7 separate regions of the Mus musculus genome follow, and all the other regions are linked to region 7. Evidence: chromatin contacts called from public Hi-C, HiChIP or PLAC-seq and promoter capture Hi-C data. All regions are on one chromosome and are shown on one strand. Each heading gives the region's core, a stretch centred on a gene start, on an enhancer-like site or on the middle of the called end of the contact. The rest is flanking DNA. Distances are from core to core; before and after follow the strand shown. Region 1 holds the start of Tbc1d22bos (TBC1 domain family, member 22B, opposite strand). Region 2 overlaps Cmtr1 (cap methyltransferase 1). Region 3 holds the start of Ccdc167 (coiled-coil domain containing 167). Region 4 holds the start of Ndufv3 (NADH:ubiquinone oxidoreductase core subunit V3). Region 5 holds the start of Cmtr1 (cap methyltransferase 1). Region 6 holds the start of Rnf8 (ring finger protein 8). Region 7 holds the start of Btbd9 (BTB (POZ) domain containing 9).

The links. Promoter capture Hi-C pulls out the DNA fragments that hold promoters and counts their contacts. A called contact is a pair of places that touch in the nucleus more often than the background predicts. HiChIP or PLAC-seq counts read pairs in DNA pulled down with a chosen protein or histone mark.
Region 1: an H3K4me3 HiChIP or PLAC-seq map of embryonic midbrain shows a contact between it and region 7, with 5 times the contacts expected there. The contact joins the promoter of Tbc1d22bos here to the promoter of Btbd9 in region 7. A contact is called at or near these places in 5 of 39 promoter capture datasets (the 3T3-L1 cell line, the HPC-7 cell line, hippocampal neurons and 2 more), 1 of 15 datasets of contacts at CTCF or cohesin (large pre-B cells), 1 of 484 Hi-C or Micro-C datasets (brain) and 2 of 115 datasets of contacts at active chromatin or transcription factors (embryonic midbrain and large pre-B cells).
Region 2: a promoter capture Hi-C map of frontonasal cranial neural crest shows a contact between it and region 7, with 4 times the contacts expected there. The contact joins the enhancer-like site here to the promoter of Btbd9 in region 7. A contact is called at or near these places in 10 of 39 promoter capture datasets (the 3T3-L1 cell line, HPC-7-derived erythroid cells, cranial neural crest and 6 more), 1 of 484 Hi-C or Micro-C datasets (cerebellar granule neurons) and 9 of 115 datasets of contacts at active chromatin or transcription factors (DN3 thymocytes, astrocytes, bone marrow-derived macrophages and 6 more).
Region 3: a promoter capture Hi-C map of pre-B cells shows a contact between it and region 7, with 7 times the contacts expected there. The contact joins the promoter of Ccdc167 here to the promoter of Btbd9 in region 7. A contact is called at or near these places in 12 of 39 promoter capture datasets (the 3T3-L1 cell line, 3T3-L1-derived adipocytes, the C10 cell line and 8 more), 7 of 484 Hi-C or Micro-C datasets (the HPC-7 cell line, cerebellar granule neurons, cerebral cortex and 4 more), 15 of 115 datasets of contacts at active chromatin or transcription factors (differentiating embryonic stem cells, embryonic basal ganglia, embryonic forebrain and 10 more) and 2 of 9 other capture datasets (adipose tissue and macrophages).
Region 4: a Hi-C map of B cells shows a contact between it and region 7, with 9 read pairs. The contact joins the promoter of Ndufv3 here to the promoter of Btbd9 in region 7. A contact is called at or near these places in 1 of 39 promoter capture datasets (pre-B cells) and 1 of 484 Hi-C or Micro-C datasets (B cells).
Region 5: a contact with region 7 is called in a promoter capture Hi-C map of pre-B cells, with 7 times the contacts expected there. The contact joins the promoter of Cmtr1 here to the promoter of Btbd9 in region 7. A contact is called at or near these places in 15 of 39 promoter capture datasets (the 3T3-L1 cell line, the C10 cell line, the HPC-7 cell line and 10 more), 8 of 115 datasets of contacts at active chromatin or transcription factors (the SCID.adh cell line, embryonic basal ganglia, embryonic forebrain and 5 more) and 2 of 9 other capture datasets (embryonic stem cells and macrophages).
Region 6: a contact with region 7 is called in a promoter capture Hi-C map of pre-B cells, with 3 times the contacts expected there. The contact joins the promoter of Rnf8 here to the promoter of Btbd9 in region 7. A contact is called at or near these places in 15 of 39 promoter capture datasets (the 3T3-L1 cell line, 3T3-L1-derived adipocytes, the C10 cell line and 9 more), 1 of 15 datasets of contacts at CTCF or cohesin (large pre-B cells), 5 of 484 Hi-C or Micro-C datasets (the HPC-7 cell line, LSK cells, brain and 2 more), 16 of 115 datasets of contacts at active chromatin or transcription factors (the SCID.adh cell line, T-cell acute lymphoblastic leukemia, astrocytes and 13 more) and 2 of 9 other capture datasets (adipose tissue and liver).

Annotation. Positions count from the first base shown.
Region 1 is chr17:29,594,958-29,597,657 of GRCm38.p6, reverse strand. It overlaps Tbc1d22bos (TBC1 domain family, member 22B, opposite strand), which reads left to right and starts at 1,353. Exons shown (of 4, transcript NR_045447.1): 1 at 1,353-1,442. Tbc1d22b (TBC1 domain family, member 22B) reads right to left here. Exons shown (of 13, transcript NM_198647.1): 10 at 1,735-1,810. Mir7667 (microRNA 7667) reads right to left here and starts at 2,120; the gene lies at 2,058-2,120.
Region 2 is chr17:29,683,029-29,685,728 of GRCm38.p6, reverse strand. The region is part of intron 8 of Cmtr1 (cap methyltransferase 1); the gene reads right to left. The region is part of intron 13 of Gm28043 (predicted gene, 28043); the gene reads right to left. Among named protein-coding and RNA genes, the nearest start is that of Cmtr1, 24 kb to the right of the region's middle. Within about 2 kb of position 1,253, at least 16 of the 459 cell types and tissues checked have an H3K27ac peak or open chromatin away from gene starts, as enhancers often do.
Region 3 is chr17:29,715,638-29,718,337 of GRCm38.p6, reverse strand. It overlaps Ccdc167 (coiled-coil domain containing 167), which reads left to right and starts at 1,321. Exons shown (of 4, transcript NM_026782.2): 1 at 1,321-1,404. The coding sequence starts at 1,363.
Region 4 is chr17:31,518,703-31,521,402 of GRCm38.p6, reverse strand. It overlaps Ndufv3 (NADH:ubiquinone oxidoreductase core subunit V3), which reads right to left and starts at 1,288. Exons shown (of 4, transcript NM_030087.2): 1 at 1,142-1,288. The coding sequence starts at 1,189. It also overlaps a transcript of Wdr4 not described here.
Region 5 is chr17:29,659,276-29,661,975 of GRCm38.p6, reverse strand. It overlaps Cmtr1 (cap methyltransferase 1), which reads right to left and starts at 1,381. Exons shown (of 24, transcript NM_028791.6): 1 at 1,205-1,381. All of the region lies in intron 7 of Gm28043 (predicted gene, 28043), which reads right to left.
Region 6 is chr17:29,613,357-29,616,080 of GRCm38.p6, reverse strand. It overlaps Rnf8 (ring finger protein 8), which reads right to left and starts at 1,292. Exons shown (of 8, transcript NM_021419.2): 1 at 1,003-1,292. The coding sequence starts at 1,113. Gm28043 (predicted gene, 28043) reads right to left here and starts at 1,292. Exons shown (of 28, transcript NR_132314.1): 1 at 1,003-1,292.
Region 7 is chr17:30,574,858-30,577,569 of GRCm38.p6, reverse strand. It overlaps Btbd9 (BTB (POZ) domain containing 9), which reads left to right and starts at 1,283. Exons shown (of 11, transcript NM_027060.1): 1 at 1,283-1,424.

The sequences.
Region 1 (2,700 bases), core at 104-2,603, 980 kb after region 7:
AATAGTCTCGTAGACAATGTCCCAAGCTTCTGGCATTCTGGCTAGACTCCTCCACAGTTACCTAGCAACAACAAGATAGCAGCCCACTATAAGAGGGGCTGCTTGGCCCCTCCTCGCTCTCTTTAAGCTTTCTTCTTCTCTAGCCTTTCCTCTTTTTCTCTTCCCCCTTCTCTCCTTGTGACCATGGCCGGCCTCTCCCTCTCTCTTTCTACCTTCTCTCTTTCCCCCTGGCTTTCTACAACAAAGCTCTAAAACCATAGACTGTCTCTGCTCACAAGGCCCGCTGTGCTTGAACGATGGGATAGGCTTTCTCTTAACGATCCGTGTCTAACCTCCCGACAGAAGGCCTTCCTGCGCTCCAGCCATGGACTGGACTAAGGACTCTTGCCTGCGTGGGAACCACCCAGTACCCACCTTTCCCCTGCCCTCTTCCCTTATCTCCGGGGCCGAGTGCCGCCCTGGGGCCCCTATTCTGTTCTCAGCTCCTCTGTCATATCCAGCGTGGGATGCCAGAGACTGAGAACCTGGTACCAGGAGCTGCCCCTTGTCCACCCCCTGCCATGCGGGGTCAGTGGCTTCACACAGCCAGATGCCCATCCGGGGCCGAGTGGAAAGTGTCTGGCAGTCCTCCCCCATCTGCCCGCCCAGAGCATGGGAACCCTGGCGGGACGCGGGCACTCTCTCCTACTCCCCTCTTCCCTACACACCCACGGCCTCACAATTGGCCCACTATAGAGGCCAGCGGCTGGGCAGGGCAGGGAGGCCCAGAGGGAAAGCACGCCATTACCCCGCACAGAGCTATTGTGAGGGGCACGTGAAGGTGCACACCAAGGCTCTAGGTCGTGGAAAGATGAAAGAGCAAGACAAACCAAGGATGCTCCCATGACCAAGAGAACCTGGGAAGGAGTGAGAGAGAGCCAACTGGGTAGGGAAAGGAGGGATGGGCAGGAAGTCCCACAGCAGAGACGGGGAGGCACAGATGGCTGGTACAGTGGCTGGCAGCCCTGAAGATGCGCTCGCTGGCCTACAGATCTCAGGTCACAGAGCCCCCTGCAAGGTTCACACTGCAGGGAAGAGTAACTCCTAACCTTCTCTGTCTGTCTGGCCACAGTGTCCTTGTCACTCGGGCTTCCTAGGTGCCTGCCTGGCCAGAGCTGGAAAGCTGCACTCCTATAAGCACCTGCTCTTCCCAGCTATCTGCCTCCCAGGGAGCTGTGCCGAGCTTTTCCAGCCCATTCAGGTCCCAGCAGGTCAGCCAGGCTTGGGGAGCCTGTGTTAAGCCTGGGATTGTTATGTGACCATGTGACAGGCAAGGTCAACCCTCAGACTGCATGCAAAGGCAACGGGAAGCCACTGGTGGCTCAGCAACAGAAGGGCACAGACAGAACACTGCTAGAAAACCCTCTCAGGATGACGGTTTGAAGGAGGACAAGGAAGAGAATGTAAGTCCTTCTAGGAGGAAGGTGTCCAGAGCAAATGGCTGGACCAGGGCTGTGGACTGGGAAGGAGAGGGGAGGGGCTGGGGCAGAGCTGAGAGGGAACTGAGGCCACGGTGACAGAATGAGGTGGAAAGACCTTGGGAGAGCTCACAGCCTTCCCGCTGAGCTGTGAAGACAGTGATGCCAAGGCAGTGTGCCACAAGGACTGACTGGGAAGGGAGCCGAGGAGGACCGAGTGTCACAGCTTAGGTGGGACCTGGGCTACTACTGGAGAAGTCCCATCCTCCCAACCTACCATCGATCCGGCTGACGAGCTCTTCCAGCGCCTTGACCTTCTTCTGGATCCCTGGCTGTGCAAACGTGTAATTATCCTGTGAAGGACACAGAGCCAGGGTGAGCAGTGTCCAAACCAGCTGCTTTCTACACCTAGACAGAGCTCATAGAGACAGGCTGCTCTGTCGTTATTGCTGGTATGTGCGTGTGCGCCTGTGCCAGCATGTGTGTGTTACCCAGGCCACGGAGATTTCAGGTATCATTCCTCACAAACATCTATCTTGCTTTCTGAGACAGGGTCTCACTGAGACTGGAGCTCAAGATTAGGCTAGGCACCTCCCTCCCCAGTGCCATCTCTGCAGTCCCTGAAGCATATTAAAAGTATATCAGGGGCTAGAGAGATGGCTCAGTGGTCAAGAGTGCATACTCTCTTCCAGGGTATGGTTCCTAGTGGCTCACAACTACCTGAGACTCCAGATCCCAGTGATCCAACACTTCCAGCCTCCAAACACCTGCACTCGTGTGCACATACCTATACACAGGCTGGAGAGATGGCTCACTGGTTAAGAGCACTGGCTGCTCTTCCAAGAGGACCCAGGTTCAATTCCCAGCATCCACATGGCAGCTCACAAATGTCTGTAACTCCAGGTCCAGGGAATTCAATACCTTCACACAGACTGATGCATATATGTGTGTGTGTGTGTGTGTGTGTGTGTGTGTATGTGTTTGTGTGTGTGTGCAAATACCAAAGCACATAAAATAAAAATAAGTAAAATATTATATATATATATGTATATGTAAAATAAACATATATTTTAAAAGTTCACCAAGGCTAACAGCTAGGAACGGTGTTTGGAAACAAAGGGATTCCTAAAACTGCAGCATATGGTGAAAGGCTGGAGGAGGCCTGCCCTGGGGTTGGCCCACAGGATCTGGGTACACAGTAGGGCCCAGGGGCCTCTGTAATGACAGCTAGTGCTGCACAGTG
Region 2 (2,700 bases), core at 4-2,503, 890 kb after region 7:
ACTCCCCACACCCAGACACCCCCTCGGTCACCACTGTCACCACTGCCCACTGGAGCTTCCTCACCCAAAACATCCTTAGCACCTTTTCCCCAGCCAGGCCGACTCAAGACTCCTCAGACAAGCACCTCTGTGGCTATCTAAGTGCTGTCTCCATGTCTCAGGGTCGTTCCCTCACCACACTGGCCCTTGCTTATACCCTGGTAAGCGGAACACTGCAGACAGAATGAAATACTGAGACACACAGCAAGTGTCCACAGCAGCTGGCACAGAGCGGGGTCGGAGTCTAGGAGGCCTGAGCATAGACGGCTCTCCCTAAGCAGCCCGTCTGGTGGCTGTAGCATGACCCAAACCCCCAGCTTCAAGGGCCTGCCTTCCTACAGGGCAGCCTCAATCTTCCCTCCCTGGCTCCTCCTCCCGTGGTGTCCTTCAGTTGCCTTTATTTTGGAGTAAGTTTATACTTCGATAACCAACAGAGTGCAGAGTTCCCATGCTTCTCATGTAGCTGCAGTTTTCCTGACAGTCTGCATAAGCACGGCATGGCTGTCAGGACTACGAGAGCAGGATTAGTACAGCACTGGTCAAGTCCAGGCTTCAGATTCACTCGCTCCCTTTTGCTGCTCAAGCACACCACACCAGAGTTTCCTCATTCTACCCTCCTGTGTCCTTTTGCCTTTGTCCAGGTCATGCTGGGAGCTGCTGAGGAGGCATAGGAGACGCTAGTCTAGTGGCAGTAGTCTCTGGGGACCCTCAGAGGCCCCATGTCATGTTAGGACTGATGAGACCCCCTCCCAAAAAAAATTCACTTGCCTTTTTATTGATAGTATTTTTTTCTTTCTCCTTTTTTAGGTGTGTGGGGAGGGTGGGGGGTTAGGTAGGAGTCAGTTTGAGACAGGGTTTCTCTCTAGCCCTGGCTGTCCAGGAACTTGCTCTGTAGACCAGGCTGACCTCAGAGCCGCCTGCCTCTGCCTCCCACGTGCTAAGGTTGAAGGTATGCTCCACCAGCAGCAGCCTGGCTAGTGACAGTCTGTGTCTGCCTCATGTCACTTTACTGGTCAGGAGCAGGTGCTTCAGCTTCACGCATTGCCCTGGGCCAGCACAGTGACTTCCCAACTGTCTATGAACTGTAAGAGTGAGTGACCACAGATCCCTACAGCTAGCCTGCTCTGGGATTCCTTCCTTCCTGCCTAGGGCCACCTCAGTCTTCCTATCCTACAAGCTGGAGAAAGCCGGCAGACTATCCAGGGTTGTGTGACTGCTAGATAAGAGCAGAAATCATAACGTATTTGCAACCCTGTCACTCTTAGGTGTCAAAGGCTAGCGAGTGAGCACATCTCTGGAGAAAGCAACTTTAGCCAGAGTAAAGCTCACCAACCTTTAACAAGCCCACCCAGGAACACTGGGACCTATCAGCCCTTCCCCAACCTGCTCTCTACTCTACCCCAGTATTCTGGAATGGATTCTGGGATTATAATCATTTACATATACACCAAGAGACCTAATAGCATTTGCCAAGGCCATCATGTAGCGTTCTGCAGTCAGCAGAGTGGGTGTGAGGCAGGAATCCTAGCCTAAGTCTAAGCACTCTAACACTGCACAGAAGAAACCAATCCTCAGCATGGATGCCTTAGCCCTGGGCGCCGACCTCTCTGGCCAAAGGGAAAGCAGGAAACTCAAGGAATTCATCCTAGGATTTCAAAGCCAGTGGCTTCTAGGTGCGTGGTACTGTACATATACCATCCAGCACTTGGGAAAAAAGCTGAAGCAGGAGGATTACTGCAAAGTCAAAGATAGTCTGGGTTACATAGCAAGACCTTGTAATGAGACAAGGGGCCTGTCCAGAAGTCTGCTCAGGAAGGAATAGCTAGTTCTTAGCTCTGCCACTCCCTCACTATGCAGTCAAGGACAAGCACGTATCTGAAGCTATTAAGCTCGATAGTTCAATTATAAATTGGGTGTAGGCATTTTTCTAGGCCGCTGTAGGATTAAATAATGCAACCTGTGGCAAAAATCTTTCTAAACTATAAACTAGCCACAAATATACGGTGGCATTATATTCAACTAGATCAACTTCCTTAGAGTCAAAACTCTAGTCATTTCCGTATTCTTCTCCTCTATCTGCCAAGTGCAGTATTACTCATAAAGTGAGTAAGGGCCCTGTCGAATTCTCTATTGCTACTCACAAGACAGAAAGGGAATACCCACATTCACTGTCTTCCATCCCATGTTACAGGCAGGCTTCTCTTAGATAAATAAAATCCTGAGCACAAAATCCTCCTCTCTCCTTCTCTATACCCCAAGCTTCCAGTTTTCCAGTGCTTAGGCAATAATTTGTCTGACCTAAAACATTAGGCCCCAGTGTGCCTATGCTTCTGGCCACTCCCACGCCTGCTGTCAACAGCTCCCTAGGAACACACTAGGCTAGGCTTTTACTCTGGTCCTCAGGGAGAATGGAGATGAAAAAGAACACACAGTGCACTAGACAGAAACCACTTTTTACGTTGGGAGTGCAAAGACACACCACTGACAGGGTGATTCTCCCTGGCTAGTTATCTATCAATCAGTTCAGGTCAAGCAGCTGCCTGAAGCTGTCCAAACATGTGGCATTTCCCTACGTAACAAGCATCCACTTGGACCTGAATGGTAGTCCTGGTGCCTACACTTCATTCTCATGACAGCACCACACAATAACCAGATTCCAGC
Region 3 (2,700 bases), core at 72-2,571, 860 kb after region 7:
CAAGAATGGAACGTAGGTACCTGAGGGATCTATGGCAGCTTTTTGAACCACATCCCCACTCTTTCAGACAACATCTATCTACTTTTAGTTTTTTTGCCATACCACAATTTTTTAAAAATTAATTATTATTATTATTATTATTATTATTAAGGTTTCACTGTTGTCCAGGCTGATTTCAAAACTGTGGACTCTAAATGATGCACCACCTCACTATCCTAAATAATTGAGACTACTCATATGTCCACCATGCTCAGCTAACTTTTTTCTTTTAATAAAAAAAACAAAAACAAAAAAACCATAGCACTTCACAGATGCTAAAGGTACTGACTTGTAGCTAGAGAAAGTACCCAAGATGCTGAAGGGGTCTGCAACACTATAGGTGGAACAACAATATGTACTAACCAGTACCCCCCGGAGCTTGTGTCTCTAGCTGCATATGTAGCAGAAGATGGCCTAGTCGGCCATCATTGGGAAGAGAGGCCCCTTGGTCTTGCAAACTTTATATGCCCCAGTACAGGGGAATGCCAGGGCCAAGAAGTAGGAGTGGGTGGGTAGGGGAGCAGGGCGGGGGGAGGGTATAGGGAACTTGCAGGATAGCATTTGAAATGTAAATTTTAAAAATATCTAATTAAAAAAATGAAAAAGAAAAGGTACTGACTTGTAAAACTTTGGTGGCAGCTCTATGTCTATGTCCTGTGGTAGGGTTATAGTCAAAACATCTCCAAGTCCAAGGTCTAAACACTCTAAAATCCTAAGCATGAACAAGCCTCTAAAAGAAAGCCAGAAGCCCAGGTAAGACCTAGGAATCTCAGGCTAATATGGTGTGCTGCGAGCCTTCTTCATGCCTTCCGTGATGTCTGCAGGCTGTTCTCATTTCACCAGAAAACAAGCTAATGCGAAAGAACACAGGACAGAAAGGATTAACGGTGCAAGACCATATTAGATCCCAAAGGGCAGAGCAGTTCAAGTTGGGACTGAAGGGCCAGGGCTTGCAGGCTGAGCCTTGCAGGAGCAAGAACATTTGAACGAGGATAGCCTAAAAAACGGTGCAGGGATGCCCTGAGGGATGCAAGAAGGAAGATGTTTGAAAAGAAAGAAGGAAGTTAAGATAAAAGCTCTCAAGTACGTAAAGAGGTCTCCACTCACGGGTAGACCTGAAACTGCTTCCCTGCACATCTTATACCCGGAGGCCGCCCCTCACAAACATGGCCGCTGCAGGATGGACGCGCCCCTTAACAAGATGGCGACGCAGAAGTCCCGCCTCCTTCCTCTGCACCGACCAATGAAAAAGAAGCACGAGGTCCTGCGCGTGCGTAGTGCGACTTAATGGGCTGGTCCAGCGCGGAAAAGACAGCAAGCAATATGACTAAAAAGAAGCGGGAGAATCTTGGTGTCGCTCAGGAGGTGAGGGGGAGAAGTCGGGTTCGAGTCACGTGGTTAGTCACTGTGTTCCGACGCAGGGGCGTCGATCGGCCCGGCGGCTGCGACGTCGAGGGTCAGATGGAGGAAGCGAGGGCGACGTGGCTTTGGGAGAGGCTGTGAAGGGAGGTGAAGGGTCACGATGAGGAAGGCAGGGATGGAGCTGAGAACCATCAGCTCCATCCCTGGTCAGGGGAGTCCCAAAGAAGACAGGCCATAGTGGGTATTCTAAAAGGAGAGACTCGGAGACTAAGGGAGACTTTAGCAGAAAGAGACAGGTGGGAACCAAAGGTGTTCGGGACTTGTAGGTGAGGGACCACCATGGAGCTAATAAGACTCCAGGGTGAGTGCGAGGCTATTATTCAGTATACTGCTAGTGGCTTAAACGTCTCCAGAGAGGGGAAGTTTTTCCTGTGGGGTATCAGCCTTGTAGCTTGAGGATCTTTGGAAATCTGCAGAGATTCCTAGAATTGGTGTTTGGGAAGGCCTTTAAAATAGTTTGTCATGCATGGAAAAAAAGCCGTCTGATGCATGTTTCGTTTGCATGTTCAATGAATTGTTGCATGTCTGTTATGCTCGTATAGACGAGGGAACTGAGGGTCTACGTGGAACTCAGGACATAGGTGGCACATGGTTATAGTCCCAGGGCTCAGAGATCTAAGCCAGCCTGGGATACAGAGCAACACTGCAAGGAAACGAAAAGGCGGAAGCCAGCTTAAAGTGGTGAAGGTGATAGAGCAGGGAATAATGCTCAGGTGGGCTTCCTGGAAGTGGGGACTCGTTTCCTCTCCCTTACAACGAAGGCATGTTCAGCCTGGGCCCTTGGGCCACTGGTGTTCCAGTACATCTAGGAATGTGATACAGCATGCTTGTAGATGACAGCATCAGGCTTCAATGTCAAAATATTGGACGCCCTCGAGGCATCCTCCCAGAGGTTACTTATCTCCTCAGTGATCCCTTTTTTGTTTGTTTGTTTGTTTGTTTTTTTCAGACAGGATTTCTCTGTGTAGTCCTGGCTGTCCTGGAACTCACTCTGTAGACCAGGCTGGCCTCGAACTCAGAAATTCGCCTGCCTCTGCCTCCCAAGTGCTGGGATTAAAGGCGTGTGCCACCATGCCTGGCTGCATTTTTGTTCTCTTTAGTGGTGGTTTGCTACTTTGAGGGATCCGTAAGCACCGCGCTGACGTGCTGTCTAGTGCTCCAGGACTGTGATGGGGCTTAGAGCGACAATCGGTTTGTTACATAAACCATTTTTCAGGTGTGGAACAACTCAGTATTATG
Region 4 (2,700 bases), core at 39-2,538, 940 kb before region 7:
CAGGAAAATCACTATTAGCATCTGGGTAAATGAAAACAACTTTATTTCCCTAATCTTTGCAGAAATTTCCCAAAATAGGCACTTGGAAAGTTTTTATTAAAAATAAAGACTTTGCCAGCTTCGTTATACAAAGCTTCAGGATATCTTGGAGAAGAGCCTGGTTCTATGTTCTGCAGAAACCTGGGGCTCAGGGGTTGGGAGGATGGGAGACAGATGCTTCTGAGAAAAGCTCTTGCTGTCACGTGTCCTGCAAAGCCTCAGTTAGACAGACCTGTGTTGGGGGGAGGGGGGGAGCCTGTGTTAGCATGGGGGAGGGGGGAGGGAAGTGCTGGCCTCTGGATGGCAGCCATCATGCCGGCTGTAACACTCAGGCCTGGATCCTGGATGCAAGGCCCAGTTGGCTCTCAGCCCAAGACTCCTGGGTCTTAATACAGGGCAGCCAGTTTACTCTACTGGCTATTTTGTTACTTTACAAAATACTATGTTTCTTTTTGCAAAATTATCTCCCTACAGTTAGTAAAGTTGCAGAAACACTATCTACTAGTAAATAGGATGTAGATAATTGCTTCAGAAGTGTTACAATTTGAGAAGAATCTTATTGTAATTCAGCCGGCAACCGCTAAGGTATGTGTTAGATCCTAGGATGCTTCATGCTAGGGAGGGGGTTGGGGGGTGGAGCAAAAGAACCGGAAAACTTCTATTTATACTGATGATTCTCCGTGTGTGTACAAATTATGTGTACCGATACACGCTGGAAAAAAATCGCTGGGAGCAATATACCTGAAGGAATAATTAAACAGTGCCCATTTGACGACGGGAGCCCTCTGTCACCTGTATTTTATATTGCTGTGAGCATTTCCTGCTTTGGGGCCAGTTCAATGACAGCTCTTGACAAGCAAGCGCAGGGCCCTAGGTTCCATCCACCGAACCCAACCCAAACAAAACCCAATACTAGTTTTGCAGAGAAAGCCAGGTTTCGTTTTAAAAACAGCCTCAGTGACTCGGTTTCACTCCTGCAGAGAAAACCCTTCTGTCCGGGTCAGGTGAGCACAGGCCCTAGGACCCCTCTCCGCACCGGGCCCACGGGTGCAGTTAAGGGTCAGGCTAAGGGCCCGGTATGTCCCGCCCGTTAGCCCTTTACCTTCAGCGCCCGGATCCGTCCTCCCCGCAGGAGGAGAGAGACCGCCATGGCACAAATGCCAAGAGCGGAGGTCGCACTTAGGTACGTGACCTACTTGTGCACACGCACCACCCCAGGCTCCGCCCCGCGTCCACGTTCACCAATCGCACACCATGGTGGACCCAAGCGTTTGCGCGCGCATTCTGGGAGGGCTCCTTAAGGCCACGCCCCTAACTGAGTCCACCAATTCCGGGTTCGGGAAAGCGTGGGGTCCTCCCCTGGGTAGATCCCGCTGAAAGTCCCGCCCCTCCGATTTGGGCCTGCCCACCTTGCCCTGATCTCGCCCTTAACTCTGGTCTGTAACCTACCAAAATTGCACAGCTAGAATCATGTCCTTTGCGTTTCTGGTTCGACTTGAGAGACTTCTGTGTTTGGTGAGATCTTTGTGAGTTTGTTGTTTCTTGGAGATACAACTCGGTGGTAGTGCGCTTGCCCAGTAGGGGCGTGGTCTTGAACAAACAAACCAGAAGCTGGGCATGGAGGTGCCCACCTACCATACCAGCAGTAGGGCTAGTTCAAAGACAGCCTGCTCTTTTACAGAGTAACTGTAAAGATTGTTTGTAATCAATAGATAAACTTGGGGCTAGAGAGATGGCTCAGCGATTAAGAGCACTGACAGCTCTTCCAGAGGTCATGAGCTCAAATCCCAGCAACCACATAGTGGCTCATAACCCTCTATAGTGAGATCTGATGCCCTCTTCTGGTGTCTGAAAATAGCTACAGTATACTTATATATAACAATTAAGTGTGGGGGGGGGGGAGGAGAAAGAAAAGTACCTGTCATTTGTCCCTATTATACACACACACACACACACACACACACACACACATATATATATATATACTCACACACATGCACACCCAACTTCACCAGTTGAGGACCAAGCCTTTAACACACAAAGCTTTTTGGAGAACCATATCTAAGGCACAGCTGTGTTACAGTATGTGTTATTGGAATTCCTCTTCCCACTGATTGATTGGTGGCCCCTCGCACACGTTTGCCCAGTGCACAGTAAGTATTTCACATAGATGGTTATGTCTATACCTCCAATTTTCCACCAAGGAAAATTCAATGTCAGTGAAAGGATTCAGAACAATGAAATGAATTACTGAGAAGAAAAAAAAATATTAGAGCTGTTAATGCTGTGTCCAGGCTGTCAGGGGGACAATGGCATGACGGGAGCTCCAAGGAGTGTTCAGGCTCCAGAGACAGAGTGCATTGCAGGCCTCTGAAGACTGGAGACAGCCCATGTGAGAGCATCTTCTAGATCTGAGAATGGGAAAGGTTTCTGTGACATGAGATTGCTACGGACACTGTGGGCTGAGAAGAAGCTCGATCTACCACACAAATAATTGTCCTTCTTCACCTACTCTTGTCTCCAGGGGACACTTGCATGCTTTAGAGGTGAGTAAATAATACTGAGGGGAACGGGTACCACCTGTCCTTTGTGGGACTGGAGTTGGAGCTGTAAAACCATAGGACTCAAAACCTCCACTTCTCACAGCCGACCAGTTTAGAC
Region 5 (2,700 bases), core at 132-2,631, 920 kb after region 7:
TTTCTGAGTTGGAGGCCAGCCTGGTCTACAGAGTTCCAGGACAGCCAGGGCTACACAGAGAAACCCTGTCTCAAAAAGTCAAAAAAAAATTACAAAATCTTCAGGAAAAGTAGTGTATTCAAAGAACTCAGAAAAGAGAAAAGACTTAAAAGTTGGAGGTACACTGGTATCTTTGGGGAACAGGGACGCTGGGATACAAGAACAGACTTCTCTGGCGTTTGAGTCAGACATATAGTTTTAAGACCATGTGTTGTTTTGACTATGAACTGATACTCAATATTGTCTATGAAAATCAGAGCCAGTTCAACTTATTTCAAAATATTTGCTGGGGTGGAGGGAGAATGAGCATCAGCAGTCGAGGTAAGAAAGTAATGGAATTTGAAGGGATATAGCAATCCCTCCCCTTGAAACCTAGCAAAAGGTTTCCGTATTTCCAGCCCGAGGATGAACCTGTGGACCCAATGTACGATCATCCCAATCTCAGGTGGCAATTTCCTAAGTGACAGTAGCAGTGCCTATTAGAGGAAAGCAGGAAAGCCAGGCGACTGAGCCAACAGAAAGCCAGGCCCGAGGAGCCACATTTTTACTTGACATCACAGATAGGTGAGCCTACTGGAAAGCTCATCGCTGAGGCTTCACAGCACATAAAATGGGTCTCATTTAACTCTTAAGTCGTCCCGGTGGGTGTGGGTGAAGCGGGGGTGGGGGGTGCCACTGGGAACTCAGTGTGGTCTGCGATGGGGCAAGTGAGAGAACAGGAAACAGCTTTGTAGAAGGGCAAGGCGGCAGATACGAACGTCCCCCTCCACCACAGCACCTTCGACTGGGGCCTCGCAGGGAATCCAAGCCAATCCTCTCATTTCCTCGGCCAGGGGAAGGCCAAAGGGCTATCGAGTGACCTACAATGGCAGACGCGCTGTGACCAGGCACTTCTAAGCGCTGCTAACCCCCGTATGCAGAGGGGAAAGAAGGGAACGCCATCTCCCCGACGGAGCTTCTCCTTTGGAAACGTCAGGTGTGATACTGTGTGCGCGGCGACCAGCAGCAGCGGCAACCTCGGCTCCGAGAGGTTGCTGGGGACAAGACAGGGGGCAGGAGCAGAGAGAGGCTACCCGAAAGCGGGCAAAGCGGCCGCCGCAGGGGAAGGATGCTGTGCCCGTGCGCCCGCCCGCTCGCACCCCCGGGGCCGCGCGCCTGCACTCACGCTGAGGGGATGGGGCGAGTAGCCGGCGAGCGGAGACGAGGGACCAGGCCGCCACTGTCGCCGCCCAGGCTGGCCCTGCAACCTCCTCCTCCCTCACTTTCGTTTTCCTCGCAGGGCCGGCTAGCTGCGCGGTCGCGCTCGGAACCCGCCCCGCGGGCGGCGCCGCTTGATAACGTCACGAGCCCGCCAGCCCCGCCCCCGCTGGGCTCAGGCTTGGCCCTGGGGAACTGCCCAGGTCGCACAGCGCGCAGGACCCGAGGCGCCTGCGCGGAAGGGGGACCGCGAAAGAATGGGGGGGCAGAGAAAAGCCACTAGGAAAATAACCCTTGTCTACTCTCGCCCTAAAGAAGGGAAATCAATACTTCACCTCAGTTTATTCATCTTGTTATGGATTACCTGAAGAAGGAAAACTCCCAAGATGTCTTAATAAATCATGTGGAGTCTTTATTATTTATTACCACCGGTGGGGCTGTCTCAGGCAGAGGAGCGGGAAGCACCCTCGGACCTCCAGTTTGTTCGACATTTTAAAGACAAGGACTGCAACTGTGATGTATACAGAAAGGCAGCTCCAAACATGTGCAACAAGCAAACATTGCTTTTTTTTTCTTTTCAGAAGCAGAGTGATAACAATTAAATGGTCAGGCAGTTAACCTTTAGGTCAGAATCACAATCACATGGTATAGAAATTTATGGCTGATCAAGAGACCAGTTTAGCATAAGATTTAATGACTGGTCGAAGTGACCGGAGACGAATTTTTGCCCAAAATAGTTTTAGCAATGAAAGTATTCTTAGGAGCTAGGTGGTAGTGTCGAACACCTTTAATGCCAGCACTCAGAAAGCAGAGACAGGCATATCTCTGTGAGTTCGAAGCCAGCCTAGTCTACATAGCTACTTCCAGGACAGCCAGGGATATATTGTAAGACCCTGACTTGGAAAGTGGGAAAAAAAAATCCTAGAAAGTGTTTCACAACATGGCGTAACTAGTTTGGTAGCTTACTACAGTATCGTCATTATATAGATTTAAGAATACAGTCAGAGGAGCCGGGCGTGGTGGCACACGCCTTTAATCCCAGCACTCGGGAGGCAGAGGCAGGCCTATTTCTGAGTTCGAGGCCAGCCTGGTCTACAAAGTGAGTTCCAGGACAGCCAGGGCTACACAGAGAAACCCTGTCTCGAAAAACAAAACAAACAACAACAACAACAAAAAAGAATACAGTCAGAGACACAAACTGGCCAAGGTCAAAGACCTGTTCCTGTTCCATAGGACATATTTAACATTGGACTAGGCATAGCTCAGTGTCAAGACTGTTCGTCCGGTACACACCAGATCCTAGATCTGATTCTCAATGCCTCAGACTAAAAGAAATAATGGCATCTGTGGCATTTGACCATATGCACTGAGATGGGCTGTAACTCTAACTCCTCTTCCCATTTTCAGACCAATATAACTTTGTTGGACATTCTCAGCTGCGTTTGTCTCTTAAACCCCGAGACT
Region 6 (2,724 bases), core at 43-2,542, 960 kb after region 7:
CAGCCAAGGGACAACCCCACTCACAATGGGCTGGGCCCTCCCCTATCAATCACTAATTAAGAAAATGCCTTACAGCTGGATCTTATGGAGACATTTGCTCAATTAAGTTTCCCTCTTTTCAGAGGACTCTGGTTTGTGTGCCAAGTTGACAAAAGACCAGCCAGTACACATGACCAACATTCAGTACTGTACAGGCTTTCCAAAACCTCAAGGATTCTACATTGCAAGCGCATCCCTGACCCAGTTCTGCTTCCAGAGCAGACTGCAAGGATTGAAAGCCCACAACAGCACCCAGCACCTCTCCCCCACTTAGAACTGTTCCTCCCACTTTGTCTTTGTTTCTAATTTTGCGTTTGTGGAGCTGCAGATACAGCTCATTTGGTAGAGTCCTTGCCTTCCAAGTTCTGTGACCCTGCGTTCAATCCCCAGCACCGGCCTTTTAAGTCAGCTTTACATTGTGAGCAGTTTCTGGAGAGAAGGCTGACCCACTTCAGGAGTGGCCCACCCCGACGCTCCAGTTCCCCTCGGAGATGGAATGGAAGACTTTTATTTTCAGTATTACAGTTCGAGGGGTTTAGGCATGCTACCCTTAAACTCCTGATCACACTTAAAATCAACTCCAGAGAGTCCACGCCCTCCGCAGCCTTCCAGGCGTCCATCTTCAGACTCCCTAGACAGGTTCGCCACTCCTAGGAATCAGTGGGGACGCCTCTGCCTCAGTTTCTCCGTCTCTGATAGACCCTTAACTGGGACAGTGCCTGTTCTCGACCCCATCCTTCTCCTCGCTGGGAGGCCCGCGTCCGTTACAGCGGCTCCGGCACGGGTCCCGCTCCCGCGCAGCCGCCCTCCAGCTCGGGCCTCAAGCCGCGGACTCGCCTGGCCTCGCGGCCCGGTCCCTCCGGGCCCTGAGGTGGCCGGAGCCCGCTGCCTCGGCGCCTCCCCGCCGACCGGTGTGCGCGGCCTTCCCCCGCTCCCGCAGCTCGCCAGGCCTCTCGCCCTCACCTCAGTCCCAGCCTCCAGCTGCAGCCACTCGCAGTCCATCCCCAGCCGCCGCAAGCACCAGCTCCGGCGGGCCGCGAGCTGCCCCGAGACCAAGGGGTCGGGCTCGCCCATGGCCCGACCGGCACTGGGGCAGCGTTCAGCAACCAGCCAACCTCTAGCCTGAGCTCCGGCCGCCTCCGAGGTTCCTCTCGCGCAACTTAATCTACACACAAGACAGAAGCAATCGCCCGGGGATCGACCGCGTTGAGAGCGCGGGCCCGCCCCAGGCCTGGGAAGGCGGGCAGTGCGCGTGCGCAGCGGGAGGCGGGCGGGAAGTGCGCAGGTGTGAGCCTGAAGAAGGACGAGCGTAACGTCTGCTGCGGACAAAATCCTAAACTAAAGCATAGATTTTAGGACTTGGAGGATGGCTCAACGAGTAAAGCTACTTGCTGGCAAGCGTGGAGACGATGCTCAGGCTTCACCTATATGGTGGCTGGGGAAAACTGACTTTTCAAATTGGCCTCTGACTTCCAAATGCGCACCCTAGCGGGTGGGTGTGGGTGTGCGCGCGCGCCTGTGTGCGCGCAGAGTAATAAACACTTAAAAGTTATAGATTAAAAATTATAGTAAACAACAGAAACACTCTCTTTCCTTGGGTTCGTGAGTATAATAATGACTTTCCCAATACCTTCTTTCCTCTCTGCGCTCTCCAAAGCCAGTACCCCAGATCCAGCAGCAATGAACCTGAACCTTTATTTGTATCCCACCCCTTTTTCCTTTGGCAGAGTGTGGTGGAGGATGAGGAGTTCAAGGGCATCTACCGCTATGCAGTGAGTTAGAGGCCAGCCTGGGATATGAGACCGTGTCTACAAAACAAACAAAAATTGCTTTATAACACGGTGATGACGGCCATAACCATTTTATTGAGAACTATAGCCTACTTTGGGTTGGGAGTAGGAGATTCTGAACATTGAACACACAGCCAAGGATGTACTCTGTAGCTAAATTATACCTCCACCCCATTATAACCCACTTTTGAGTGATTTAGAAAAGTCTGATCATTTTAAGGTTGATTCAGTCTATTCCTATTTAGCATCTATTTGTTTTTCATGACCTCATTTTGTTTCTGAATCTTTAAAAATTATACCAGGCAAATCTGTAGAGATGGATCGCATTACCTGGGGCTCATACAGGGTACAGAAGGAATGGAAATGGGCTTGAAGGGGCTAGGGAGATGAAACTCTCCCTTCTCTCTCCACGCTGAAGTTTGGGTGTTTAAGATATGTGTGTATGGGCTGGAGAGATGGCTCAGCGGTTAAGAGCACGGACTGCTCTTCTGAAGATCCTGAGTTCAAATCCCAGCAACCACATGGTGGCTCACAACCACCCGAAAGGAGATCATGAGATCTGGTGCCCTCTTCTGGTGTGTCTGAAAACAGCAACAGTGTACTTACATATAATAAATAAATCTTAAAAAAAATAAAAAAAAGATATATGTGTACATGTTTTGCCTGCATGTATGTCTCTGAGCCAAGTGCATGCCCAATGGCTGCAGAAACCAGAAGAGGTTGTTGGATCCCCTGGAACTGGAGTTTATTATTTTTATGGATTGTTTTGGTTCGGTTTATTTTTATGTATGTGTCTTGCCAACATGTATGTATGTACCACGCGTGTGCCTAGTGCCTGTGATGTCCAGAAGAGGATATCAGATCCCCTGGAGCTGAGGTAACAGATAGTGAGCCA
Region 7 (2,712 bases), core at 34-2,533:
CTCAGAAATCCACCTGCCTCTGCCTCCAGAGTGCTGGGATTAAAGGCATGCGCCACCACCGCCCGGCTCCCTTTGTTTTTTTAAATGTACCAATCCCGAAGTCAATTCTCCAAGGACAAATAAATTGGGGACACGTGTATCGGAAAGTAGATGTATTAAATTGATGGATATCGTTCCACATGGAAGATGAGAGCGGAGAATGTTTCCCCAACCAACGTATCCACATTCCATCGTTCTACCATGTCATCCGTAAGGAATGTCACTACCATTTAGTAACTGACACACAAAGGCAGCTTTCTTTCCGTCTTGCTAAATGTTACTCCCACCTGTCTCAGCAACCACGCTAGAAACCTGGCCTACCTATTCATTCCCCCGCTCAGAGCTGGCCTCCGCGTTTCCATCCCCACCGCCAGAGTCTAGGTTGTGGCTCTGATCCTTCACTGGCCCAGCCCTAACCCTTGCTGTGTCTGTTCATTTTCACTGCCCATTTAAGTCGTCTTTGCTTGGAATTAAGTCTTCCATCTTCAAACCCACACACCCAGGTAAGTAACTTTCAAGAGTGACGACTCTCCAGTTTCGGCCAGGAAAGACCTACAACCCAATTTCTACGGCTTCAAAGTTCACAGTGCCTGCTTCTTATGTGAAAGATGGAGTCTAATGGGCTTTATACGTTACACTTGGTAGTCCTGGAGTGTCGAGGACTTATGTCCGGGCTTTCTGTCAGGGTCTTGAAATAAGGAGTTCGAATGAGATCAGTTCGCCCGCAGCCTCGCATGCATTATTTCGTCCTAAGTTGACACCTTTCTAGCGCAGGCAAGTCGGGTATCCGTCTTCCCACTGACAGAAGGAGGAAACTGAGTCGTGGTATTTCAGGCCTGGCCTCGTAGCACCTTCATGCTGGTAATGCCTCTCTTGGCCCATTCTCCTCGTCCAACTTCTCGCACGTAGCTGACTGTCCATCAGGCAAGCGACTAAGTGCAGAAAGACGAGGCTTTCTCCAACCGGCGCTCCGGCTCGTCCCCTTACGCAGTGACGCGACCGATGACGCTATTCAGTGACGTGTGATGACGTGCCTCACCCTGAGCCAGGTGTCGGCAGGGCGGCCACACCCTCAGGGCCCAGTACTGGAGGGGCAGTGGCTCCGACCTGGGGAAACACGCCGCAAGACCCCCGCCTGAGGCGACCTGGGGCCCTGGCGTCCTGGGTTCTACTGGCCCACGGTTGAGCCGTTGCTAAGTGACGCCAGCGCGCAGAGCGCGTGCGCGGCCACGGCGGTGTGCGTGAAAGCGGGCGCGCGCCGCGACGGCGGCGGCGAGGAAGGCGGCGACGGCGGCGGTCGAGGGGGCGGTGGCCACGAGGCGGGGTCGCTGCTGGCGGAAGAGACGTGTGTGGCGGCTTCTAGGTCGCTGAGGGACATCGTCGGGGTGAGTCGCCCGGACCGCTCGTGAGAGTTGGGGCCTGGCCGCACCTGCTGCGCGGGCCCGGGGCGCGGGGACGCGCTCCCCCTCCCCGCCGGACCCGCGCGCGCCGCTCCACGCCCCTCGGCCGCTGGTTCCGGGGGCGGGGACGGGGGCTGAGGAGGGTCAGTTCCCGGGCCTGGCGCTCTGGGGTGGGGGTGGGGGGGGGTGAGAGGGGGGCGCTGGAGAGAGGGGTGCCGAGGGACAAGTGACTGGACTCCAGTGCGACGCTGCCGGTTTCCTTTTAGGAATTTGAAGCGGGAGAAGCCCGCGTTCCTCAGCAGCCGCGCGTCCACACTGAGACGCCGACTGTGCAAACCTGACAAACGCGGAAATGGGGACCCTCGGGGTTCGCAAAGTTTTGGGGTAAACCGCGAAGAGATCCGTCAGCTCTACCCTGGCGGGTCTGGGAGTAGGAGCGGGTTGTTAGAGAGATCGTTAGAATCTGTGCCTGCGTGAGCGTCGGGCACACCCACGACCCGGGGAAGGCGACTTGTCAGTGAAGATGCTGGTTGACTAACCTGTTGCCTGGACCTTCCAGCCTCACGTGCATGCCCACGTGCTTCTCTGAACATTATTATTATTATTATTATTATATCCTGTGTTGATCCACATTTTTGAAGCCAAGGGACCATATCCATCCAGTATTGTTACTTCCTCATAGACTCAAATCTGCCCTTGTATCTATTTCCCAGAACCGTGCTGTGCTTTGGCCATTTCAAGGGTCTTGCAGGTAGAGCAGCCCTGCCTTTTGTGTGTGTTCTTCCCAGAAGCAGTGCGGGCTGTTATTTATCTGGTGGAAATGTAGATTGTGTTTCACGCGTGGGCTGGCATGGTGAGACTGGAGTTAAATGATGCAACTGGCCATCAGCCAGTATACAGGATTCTGTTGGGTCCGTTGTATGTGGTGGTTTTTTAAGGAGGAATAATGGAGACAAATGGAAGAAATAATCTTTCCCGTTATGAGTTAAAGGCAGTGCCAAGTGAGAGTGACAAGATAGGGAGCACTGACATTTGATCATGCCTAAAAACTGAGGGACATAACTTTAGAGTTTCCACCCAGAGTCTAAAATCAGGAGATTCAGTTTTATAACGGAGTCTCTGTAAGGTATGGTCTCTGAAGTTCTCACGTCTTGGAATCAGTAAAGCTTGCTTTGAAAAACCACTCAGGAGCCACTGTTCTATTACGAGCTTTTGTGAGTGAGTTACTTATTTCCCCTTTTGCTTGTGCCTCCTAGAAAACTGCCCGCTCCCG